Regions from separate parts of the Mus musculus genome. Here region 1 is linked to region 2. A link is a contact called in public Hi-C data. All regions are on one chromosome and are shown on one strand. Each heading gives the region's core, a stretch centred on a gene start, on an enhancer-like site or on the middle of the called end of the contact. The rest is flanking DNA. Distances are from core to core; before and after follow the strand shown. Region 1 has its middle 94 kb from the start of Cntn3. Region 2 overlaps Cntn3 (contactin 3).

The links. Hi-C and Micro-C count contacts between places; a contact is called where the count stands out from the background.
Region 1: a Hi-C map of cortical neurons shows a contact between it and region 2, with 1.8 times the contacts expected there. The contact joins two enhancer-like sites. A contact is called at or near these places in 5 of 484 Hi-C or Micro-C datasets (cerebral cortex, cortical neurons, forebrain and 1 more) and 1 of 115 datasets of contacts at active chromatin or transcription factors (neural progenitor cells).

Annotation. Positions count from the first base shown.
Region 1 is chr6:102,556,367-102,561,161 of GRCm38.p6, forward strand. It overlaps a transcript of Cntn3 not described here. Among named protein-coding and RNA genes, the nearest start is that of Cntn3, 94 kb to the left of the region's middle. Within about 2 kb of position 1,400, at least 18 of the 459 cell types and tissues checked have an H3K27ac peak or open chromatin away from gene starts, as enhancers often do. A contact at or near this core is called in cortical neurons, where this site is marked.
Region 2 is chr6:102,325,190-102,330,171 of GRCm38.p6, forward strand. The region is part of intron 4 of Cntn3 (contactin 3); the gene reads right to left. All of the region lies in intron 4 of 4930587E11Rik (RIKEN cDNA 4930587E11 gene), which reads left to right. Among named protein-coding and RNA genes, the nearest start is that of Gm38870, 26 kb to the right of the region's middle. Within about 2 kb of position 1,737, at least 5 of the 459 cell types and tissues checked have an H3K27ac peak or open chromatin away from gene starts, as enhancers often do. A contact at or near this core is called in cortical neurons, where this site is marked.

The sequences.
Region 1 (4,795 bases), core at 150-2,649, 230 kb after region 2:
GACTGAGCATAAGAAAACGCTGCTAAATATCCAAGCAATAGTCCAATAAAGTAACACTAAATATGAATATGGTTCTCTTCACATGGCGAAAGCGAACGTTTTTATTTAATGGAATGGGAAAGAGAATCTTTGGTGTTCAAGTTTTAAAGTCATGCAGCTATACAAAAAGCTTTCACTTAGCTGTACTTAAAAGAAAAAAAGAACCCTAGCAAGTATTCACGGAGAGGTGCAGAGAAAAATGACTTAAACTGTCTAATACATACAAATGTAAGTGTTTCTATAGGTAGAGGGGATAAGGAGGGAAAAGGGAAGGAAGTGTTGTCAGGCACACCCCACTCTGGAACAAATAGGCCTTATCTGTATTCTACAGCTCTCGAATATTCACCAGAATTAGGGCTGATGTCTGGTAATCAGCCACTCTCTGCTGCTTTACATTCAGGGATGGGGCCAGGCCAAGTGAGCAACATACATCAGATCAGATCACTAGCTATATTGTTCGGGTTGATTTTAATTGCCTGAAAAGTGTCATTACCATCTTCTGCAATGTGCTAAGTTATTTTAGAGAGTGCCTATTTCCATGTAAGAAATAAAATTGGACTGTTCCTGTAAGAACATGCAGAGGAAGATTCAGTTTGACTGTAGCTTTGGTGGCATGAAAAACCGACCCAGATCTGATCATATAAACAAATGTTTGTTACCTGTAGAATTTGCAAATGTATTTTGGGAAATCAACCCAGATTCTCTCTCTGATGACCGGAGAGAACCACCCAAATGTCATGTCTAGTTTGAAAAAATTCTTGCAGGTTTTATTTCCACGGTTACTCTTACATCCAGCAGCTTCAAGGTGAGAGAATTCATGAAATTTAAGAACCAGAAATATTTCTACAGAAAAGATATATGGAAATAGATTACTCCAAACCTAGAAGACATTTGCAAAAATATATAACAGTGACTGCTAACATGAAAATGCTATCTCTTGAGATATTTGTTCTTTAAATCAAAATCCTAGATATGAGCACCAATGCAGGAGACAGAATGCTATTCATACTCTCATGGGGCCCAGGTTTTTAAAATGGTGAAAACTGAATATTGCCTATATTCTGGTTAACAGCAATCATGTGAATAAGTTTAGAAATAGAATCAACTCCTATTTTGATATATGCTACTTTCCTCTTACAATTCTTTCTTTCTTTATTTTTAGTTGAAAAACAGATTAAGGAGGCTCGCGTGAGAAGCTTCAGAAAGTCTTCTAGGGACTGAAAAAAAAATCTCTGTTAGCTCAGCAGGGCAAGAACACGCTTCTGCAGGGAGACAACAAGGGCTGGAGAAACAGAGCAGTGGGCAGAGTGTTAAGATACTCAGCAGTGACATAAAAGCCAGCCAGAGAGGCACATATGCACAAACCCAGCACTGTGTTAGTCAAAGACAGGAGGATCCTGGGAGCTTGCTGGCCAGCAGGTCTACCCTAATCTGTGAGATACAGGTTCAGTGAGACACCACCTGTCAAAAATGTCCTTGATATTGAAGCTACCTGTAAGGGAAGCAATTGAGAAAGACATCTGACACTCATTTCTTATGCACACGCGTACACACAAACACACACACACACACACACATGCAGGAATAAGCAACAAGAGAATGTTAGCATTTCTTTTTTTTCAATTTTTTATTAGATATTTTCTTCATTTACATTTCAAATGCCATCCCGAAAGTCCCTTATACCCTCCCCCCCCCTCCAGCCGCCCTGCTCCCCTACCCACCCCCTCCCACCTCTTGGCCCTGGCATTCCCCTGTACTGGGGCATATAAAGTTTGCAAGACCAAGGGCCATTTCTGCAGGATGTGGGGCTGCCAGTGAACGTATGGGTACTGAAGCAATGATACCCACAAAGCCTCCCTCTCCTTGTTCCTAAATATCTGTTTACTGCTTAGCAGGACATGCTTTTGATTTGTTGTGACTCAGTCATTTACTTGTTTATTGCAGATGTTCATATTTTATGAAAATAAAATGAATTTTGAGACTCTTGAATTGCTTCAATCCACTAAAATCAGATCATTATTATATGAAGAGCAACATTCAGGACATAGAACCTTTAGCTTATTATTACTTTAAAGAAAAAAATTCTATTTATTATAGGATTTTCTTTTCTTTCTTCTTTTCCTTTTTTAGGATTTTGGGTTTTATTTATTTATTTATTTATTTATTTATTTATTTATTTGAGAGAGGGATTTTCTGTGTACCTCTGGCTGTCTTAGAACTCACTCTGTAGACCAGGATGTTCTGGAACTCAGAGACTCAAAGATCCACCTGTCTCTGCCTCCTAAGTGTTGAGATTAAAGACCTGCACCACCACCACCAGATTGTAAAGGGATTTTTCTAAATTCTAATCATATATATCATTTGCTATCAACTTATGACCTATCACTCAAAAATTCATAAGTAAAAATATCTTACAAGTATACATCTAAATGACTGCAAGCAGCCCCATATAACTGAGCAGAACTCAATAAAAAAAAAGGTAGACTTTAATTAAATTGATATTTAACAAATTCTTAATATGGATGTATTGTTCCAGAATATTAGAAAAGGCAGATATTAAACAATTTTACAGTACTAAATTATAGTCCATCCTCCCTAAAACTAAGTACTTTTTAAGAACGGCTGAATATAGAAGTCTCAGTGGTTTTACAGGGTATGAGGACCAAATGGCTCAACATCACCCTGCTAAATGGCAGGGCTAGAAGTAAAGGCTTCTCTGCAGAGGCCAAGCCAATCTGAGTTGAAATAGGTGATTGCAGCAGACTGGAAGTCCTACACGTTTTAGAGTTCTACATGGTTTAGACACACAAACGGAACAGGAGAAGACTTAAATTCTAAGAAAAGTTTAAGAGGTCCCCTTGCAACCAGAAAGCTATGTGCAGGGTAGAATTAGCATAAAGAAGTCATAAGATGATAGGCTGTGTCAACAACATTTTCCTTTTTCATCTCAGCAGGGAGGTATCCAGTGACCCGAAGACTTGAATTCATGGCTTAATACAACTTCTAGGATCGGACAAACCAGGAGCAAGACAAAGTGTGGAGATTACTTCTTAACCAGGTTTATTTTTTGTGCCAGGTACAGAGGTAGAAGTGTTTAGATATTCAGCTAACATAAACTGACATAGGTATACAGAGTGGTGTGTTTCCATTCTATTGAAAGCTACAAGAACAAAGGTAGCAGACAGTTCAACAGCATATTGAGGACACCTGGGTAGATGATGCTGACAGAGACACTGAGAGAAGGAATCACCAAAGTCAAACTGAAAATGAATTCTACTTATTCATGATGACTTTGAAAGAGCAGATATCCCAGAGACCTAAGATATGGTGCCAGTGAGACAGGAAGAACACAACACAAATCAACAGCAGACTTCTGCTGAATGAGAACCACCTGGTAAAGATCATTGGTCACAGGGATGCTAGGAGCAAACAATGCAAACTCACCCTCCAAAATCTCAGTGCTCATGGGTTTCTCGAGCACCAATTTGAATCACATACTATAAAAGGCTGCACACAGGACACAAACAGTGCCTACTTACAAAACGCTCACTGGGAATCAGGCAGTGAAATGGACAGTTCCACGTGATGAGAAGGGCTATGAGGAAAATGAACATACAGAATCTAGAGAGGACTCCTATTATGCATTAGATACACAACAAAAAAGCCCTCTATGAGTCTGTAGAGTCAAAACCATGGGCTAAGGGCTGATCAGCAATCAAAACTCCATGGGCCTATGTCTGAGTATGAGTATTTGTTTATGAATGAGCACTTCACGGCCATTCCAAAGCTGGGAAAGCTTTGAAGAAAAGTGAGCAAGTCAAAGTCACTCAGGATGCGCTTGCTCCCAAAGCATGGTATAAGTGCTTAAATCCCACTTAGCTCCATGGGTGATGTTCAGTAGATTGTATTTTATGTGGAGTGCAATCAGAAATCATTTAAACATTATGTATAGAAGAGTAACTAATTTAACGCATGTATGGATGTATATATGCATGTATGGGTGATGCGTGTTCCAGTTGGGTAGAATGATATGGAACACCAAGTGTGAAAGGAGACAGAGAACCTGATGTAGTGGCCTGGAAGGAGAAGGTGGTGATGTGGAGCAGGATGATTTAGATGGAGAAGGATGAAGGCAGGAAATGTGAGGAATAGCTCAGAGTCCAAATCAAAAGACTTGAAGCACACTGTTGCTCCAGTTTCTGCAGGCAGGAATATCTGAAGTAGAGTAACAGTCTTCAGAAATCTTTATCCTATTAAAATAATACATCACCAGGCTCATTTATCAGTAATGGAAAGTAGGTTGGTTGCAAGGATATCATGTCTTAACGGCTGAAAGATAATCAAAGTCAAGTGACTTAGAAAATAAATGAGAGAAAATTGTTCTCCTGTTTTACAAAATTTACAACCTGAGTTAACAGCACCTAAGAGAATGCAGTGGAATTGCTATAACAGATATAATCTATTTTTCCAAATGCCAATATGTCTGCAATGAAGAATATGCATACCTTCTGAATTATCTTATCGTATTTAATAAATCAGTTGAGCTTTTTTTCCCCCCTCACTCTTTGCAAGGCAGCTTTTTGCACAGTAAAGATTCTACAAACATTTACATTCCGAGTAGCAGAGCTGTTTGAAATGCTATAAAGTTCTGCCAGTACTTCTATTACCAACCCTTATTTCTTGTTTATAACATGTACATAAAAGGAGGAAAATAAAAATGTACTATGGATTGAAACTTGGCATACTAAGCTTCAGC
Region 2 (4,982 bases), core at 487-2,986:
TCTAAATATATAGATAATATCACATATAATATATGATGAATTTATTTATTACTTGCCTTAAACATGTCATTTAATTTTTCAACTCATCATTCTCTGGATAAAATCCACAGCAAACTTCACAGTACCAGTGTTGATGCCTAATAAATCCCCAGTCTTTACAATCTCACAACTTTGTTGTGTTTATCTGACCGATTTAGCCTCACTTTGGGGACATAAAACATTTCCTAAAGAAGAGCAATGATGTAAATTATGCCAGAAGGGGAGATGCTTAATTAGTTCTGAGCAGTATGGAAAGCAAATCTGGAAAGCTCCAGAATGGTTGAGACGCTCGTGTCTGATAGTTCAGGCCTCCAGGATCCTATAATGAGCTACATTAATTAGCCTTGTTGGGAATTATTTTATGTACTTCCAAACTTAATAAAGTAATATTTTCGAGACAACAAACCATAAACTTAGATGTCTCTGAGGCTGTGTTCCTTAATAACATTTAGTGAATGGGGTTTATACCGTTTTTTAAAAAGTTGGAATTAATTAAATACCCTTGAAAGAGAGACGACTAAGCACAGTGCACAGGCTAGAGACACCTTCAAACCATGTTTTTCTTGATCCAATTATTTTGAAAAGTTTTGACCAACTGACCAATATATAGCTTCTGCATTTTCTTGTAACCTTTAAGAATGTAGTTTATTCATTTATGTCACTTGCATAAACATATGGGTGATTCTCACGAAAGTCTACTTCATGGCTAGAAGTAGATTTTCAGTGGGTTATGAGTTGTTACATAGGGACTGAACTTGGATCCTGTACAGAAAACAGCAAGTGTTCTTAATCTCTGTGACATATTTCTAGCTCTAAGATGTACTTTCTTCAAGGCAATATTCAGCTGGATGTGCCTACTCAAACCGCAGCTATTTTGAGTTCATTAAAGGGCCACTAATAGACAAAACATAACTACCATTTCCCATGTTTAATGAATGCAAATAAGGTTGGCAGTGTGTTTCAGTTGGTGGAGAGCCTGCCTAACATTCACAAACTCCAAAGTTTAATATTCCATATGGCAAAAGCCTAATATGTTGTGTACAGTGAAAATCCTAGGACTCAGAAACTGATAATAGGGGACTGAGAAATTTAAAGTTATTGATAATCAGAATATATTGTAGACAAAAATACTCTTTTTTCCTATTATATTTCTTATGAATTGGCATAGAAACAGAGTAAAAAATTCCTGATTAAATTGCACCCATGATTCACTTCATTTTTCCCTTTTTCTCTTTTGCTTATTTATTTCTTTCTTTACTTACTTACTCATTTAATGTTCATGAGTACACTGTGGCTTTCTTCAGACACACCAGAAGAGGGCAACAGATCCCATTACAGATGGTTGTGAGCCACATGTGGTTGCTGGAAATTGAACTCAGGACCTCTGGGAGAGCAGTCAGTCTGCTTAACCTCTCAGCCATCTCTCTAGCTCCTGATTTCTTATTTTTAAAACTCATTATCATTTCAAATTTTAATGAGGAAAGGGCCTTTTAAAATATAAACAGATGAAAATCAGTTTTGAAACTCCATCTCTTAAAGATTCCTCCAGTTTTTATTTTAGGTAGAGTCTATCTCTTTAGATGCAAGGAACACAGATAAAACCAGACACAATTCCAAGCTATTTCCAAGCAAGTGCCAATTTGGTGCCTTTGACGATGAGAGCTTATGTAACTGCCAAGAAATGAGCTAAGTTTCTGTGAGCATACACAGATGTAGTTCATGACTGGATACCTAGCTTCTGCTTGTCTCCTGGGTACATGGTGGTATGCTGGGGAAATCTCACCTACATTGCTCGGCATAGAAGCAGCTTGGCTCTCCAGTTCAGCTGAGGCTAATGAAGAAAATATTCTGCTGAGCTGAGAAGTACCTGGCTTTCAAAGAAATGAATATCAGTGCTCTAAGTGAAGTAATGCACTTTGCTATCTAAGTATAAAATGCCTACTAAAATTCACTCATTGAAACATTTCTACTCCTGTACATTCCTCAAATCAACTTAAAGACAAACTGTCCCTAGTGTGCCATAAAGGGTACCTGGATCAAAATTCCCCAATCACAAGTCAATACGGCAGATTTCTCAGAAAAGATACTGCAGGTATGACCTGGGCTCTGGGCCTGCAGAGAATACCTCCTTTGCGCATGTCTTCCATACAGCTTTAGGAGGCAGCTGCTGAAATTCTCAGAACATTGTGCTTAATACACAGGATAGGAACTGTGTATCCATAACCCCCCAGAGCACGTATTTGTGTAAGGACTGTCTACTTAAAAGCAGCAGTAGCTGGATCTTTGCACTGGCAATTCAGCTCTACTTCCTCAGAGGGAGACAACATCAGCAAATGTGCTCAATAACCTCAACTCCTTAGCTCCTCGTTAGGGAGCTATATCGATAAAGCTGGCACATAGGTGAAGTTCAAATGAGGCCTACTTAAAAGTCTCCCTTCTCCTTTTCCCTGATTCCCCTTCTTGAAACAATCTGTCCAGGTGAAGGGATGCAAACTAAAGAAGGGAGGCCAAGGTCAGAGACACTGGCTTTGAATGGCTCTGAGCCAGATGTACAATTCAATTTAAGCTAATGCATTTTCAGGTCTCCTTATTCACCCAGGTTCCCTAGACTTGATTAGAACAGGAAGTTTAAGCCAACCAAAAGATTCAGTGCGTAGAAATACCAGGCACCAAGTCTACTAGCTAGAATTTGATTTGACAATCTGAGTTCAATTATCAAAGGAAGTCAAATCTCTAAGGACACACAAAATAGAAATAAATCAACTCCAAAATGTTGTCCATCTCTTGACTTGTGCTATGGCATGAATCTCTCTCTCTCTCTCTCTCTCTCTCTCTCTCTCTCTCTCTCTCTCTCCCTCCCTCCCTTTCTCCCTTCTTCCCTTTGTTCCTCCCTCCTCCCCCCTCTTTATTTTTCTTTTTCTGTCTCTTACAAACACTCACACACACAAGCACATACACACACACACACACACACACACACACACAAACACACACAGAGAGAGAGAGAGAGAGAGAGAGAGAGAGAGAATAAGGGAGAGAGAGAGAGAAAGAGAGAGAAACTAATTAAGATAAACAAAACTCAGTGTATATAATTACAAAGTAACCATTGTTTTATCTCTTCTCTTTGCTAGTATAAGAATCTAATTGTTAGCTCTGACATGGTGATAGTATAGTGTTTCTCCTCAATTCTAGGGTACAATGTAAAGATACAAAGCTTTATCACCCTTGAGACATACTAACTTAACAACCTATTTTTTTCTATATTTTTTAAAGGGAGTAATCAGCACTCAGAGATCCAAGCCTTAAAATAAATTCTTATTGAAATGCTATTTTTCTAGCAATGAATTCAAACTCCCAATTTTCCCGGTGTAATTTTGTATGGTCTTTAGGCTTAGTCTGACTTGTTTCGGTGGGTGAAAAAAGGAGAATAAGAAGAATTCAGCTCATAATGTTGTTCCACCTATAAGGTTGCAGATCCCTTTAGCTCCTTGGGTACTTTCTCTAGCTCCTCCATTGGGGGCCCTGTGATCCATCCAATAGCTGACTGTGAGCATCCACTTCTGTGTTTGCTAGGTCCCGGCATAGTCTCACAAGAGACAGCTCTATCTGGGTCCTTTCAGCAAAATCTTGCTAGCATATGCAATGATGTCAGCGTTTGGAAGCTGATTATGGGATGGATCCCTGGATATGGCAGTCTCTAGATGGTCCATCCTTTCGTCACAGCTCCAAACTTTGTCTCTGTAACTCCTTCCATGGGTGTTTTGTTCCCAATTCTAAGAAGGGGCAAAGTGTCTACTCTTTGGTCTTCGTTCTTCTTGAGTTTCCTGTGTTTTGCAAATTGTAACTAATATCTTGGGCATTCTAAGTTTCTGGGCTAATATCCACTTATCAGTGAGTACATATCAGCTGTCTCTTGTGAGACTATGTCAGGGCCTAGCAAACACATAAGTGGATGCTAACAGTCAGCTATTGGATGGATCACAGGGCCCCCAATGGAGGAGCTAGAGAAAGTACCCAAGGAGCTAAAGGGATCTGCAACCCTATAGGTGGAACAACATTATGATCTAACCAGTACCCCGGAGCTCTTGACTCTAGCTGCATATGTATCAAAAGATGGCCTGGAAAGAGAGGCCCATTGGTCATGCAAACTTTATATGCCTCAGTACAGGGGAACGCCAGGGCCAAGAAGTGGGAGTGGGTGGGTAGGGGAGTGGGGGGAGGTTATGGGGGTCTTTTGCGATAGCATTGGAAATGTAAATGAGGAAAATACCTAATAAAAATATTAAAAAAAGAAGAATTCAGCTGTCAAAAGAGAAGGAGGCAGGGAGGGGTGGAGGGAGGGGCAGAGGGAGGGAGAGAGAGAGAGAGAGAGAGAGAGAGAGAGAGAGAGAGAGAGAGAGAGAATATCAGTCTCATCCTCCAGCAGACATCTAGGGGACCTGAGATTGAAATATGATAGAAAATCTGGACTCTTGCTGTATTGAGATGTATGCGGAATAGTCAGGTCAGTGACAACTCTAAAATTTAAGGAGATTCTCATATAGACAGAGATTGACACTGTATGTACCAATGAATAAGTCTATAGTATTGCCAGATTGCCTCTCATGACCCTTTTATGATTGTGATGTCTTCATGACACCAGTGAATGAATGATGTGAGGGGTTGTCAAAATGTGTAGCTAATGTTGCTAGATTTTTTTGTATTAAATTTCCTATTCTCCTTATATTTTTTGGTATAAAAAACATACATTCAAATACTGCCCACCAAAATAAAGTGTGTGTATGCAATGTGTAGGTGTAAGGTTATTGCAGAATATCCTAGTTATGGTAGTAGCTACTGTGGAGGAGGGCTGGAGAGTCATCAGGTTTGGCACACCTCAGTCTTTACATTTTTATCATGTCATCTGTCTTAGAGGGTTGCATGTCTCACTATTGAGCATCAGC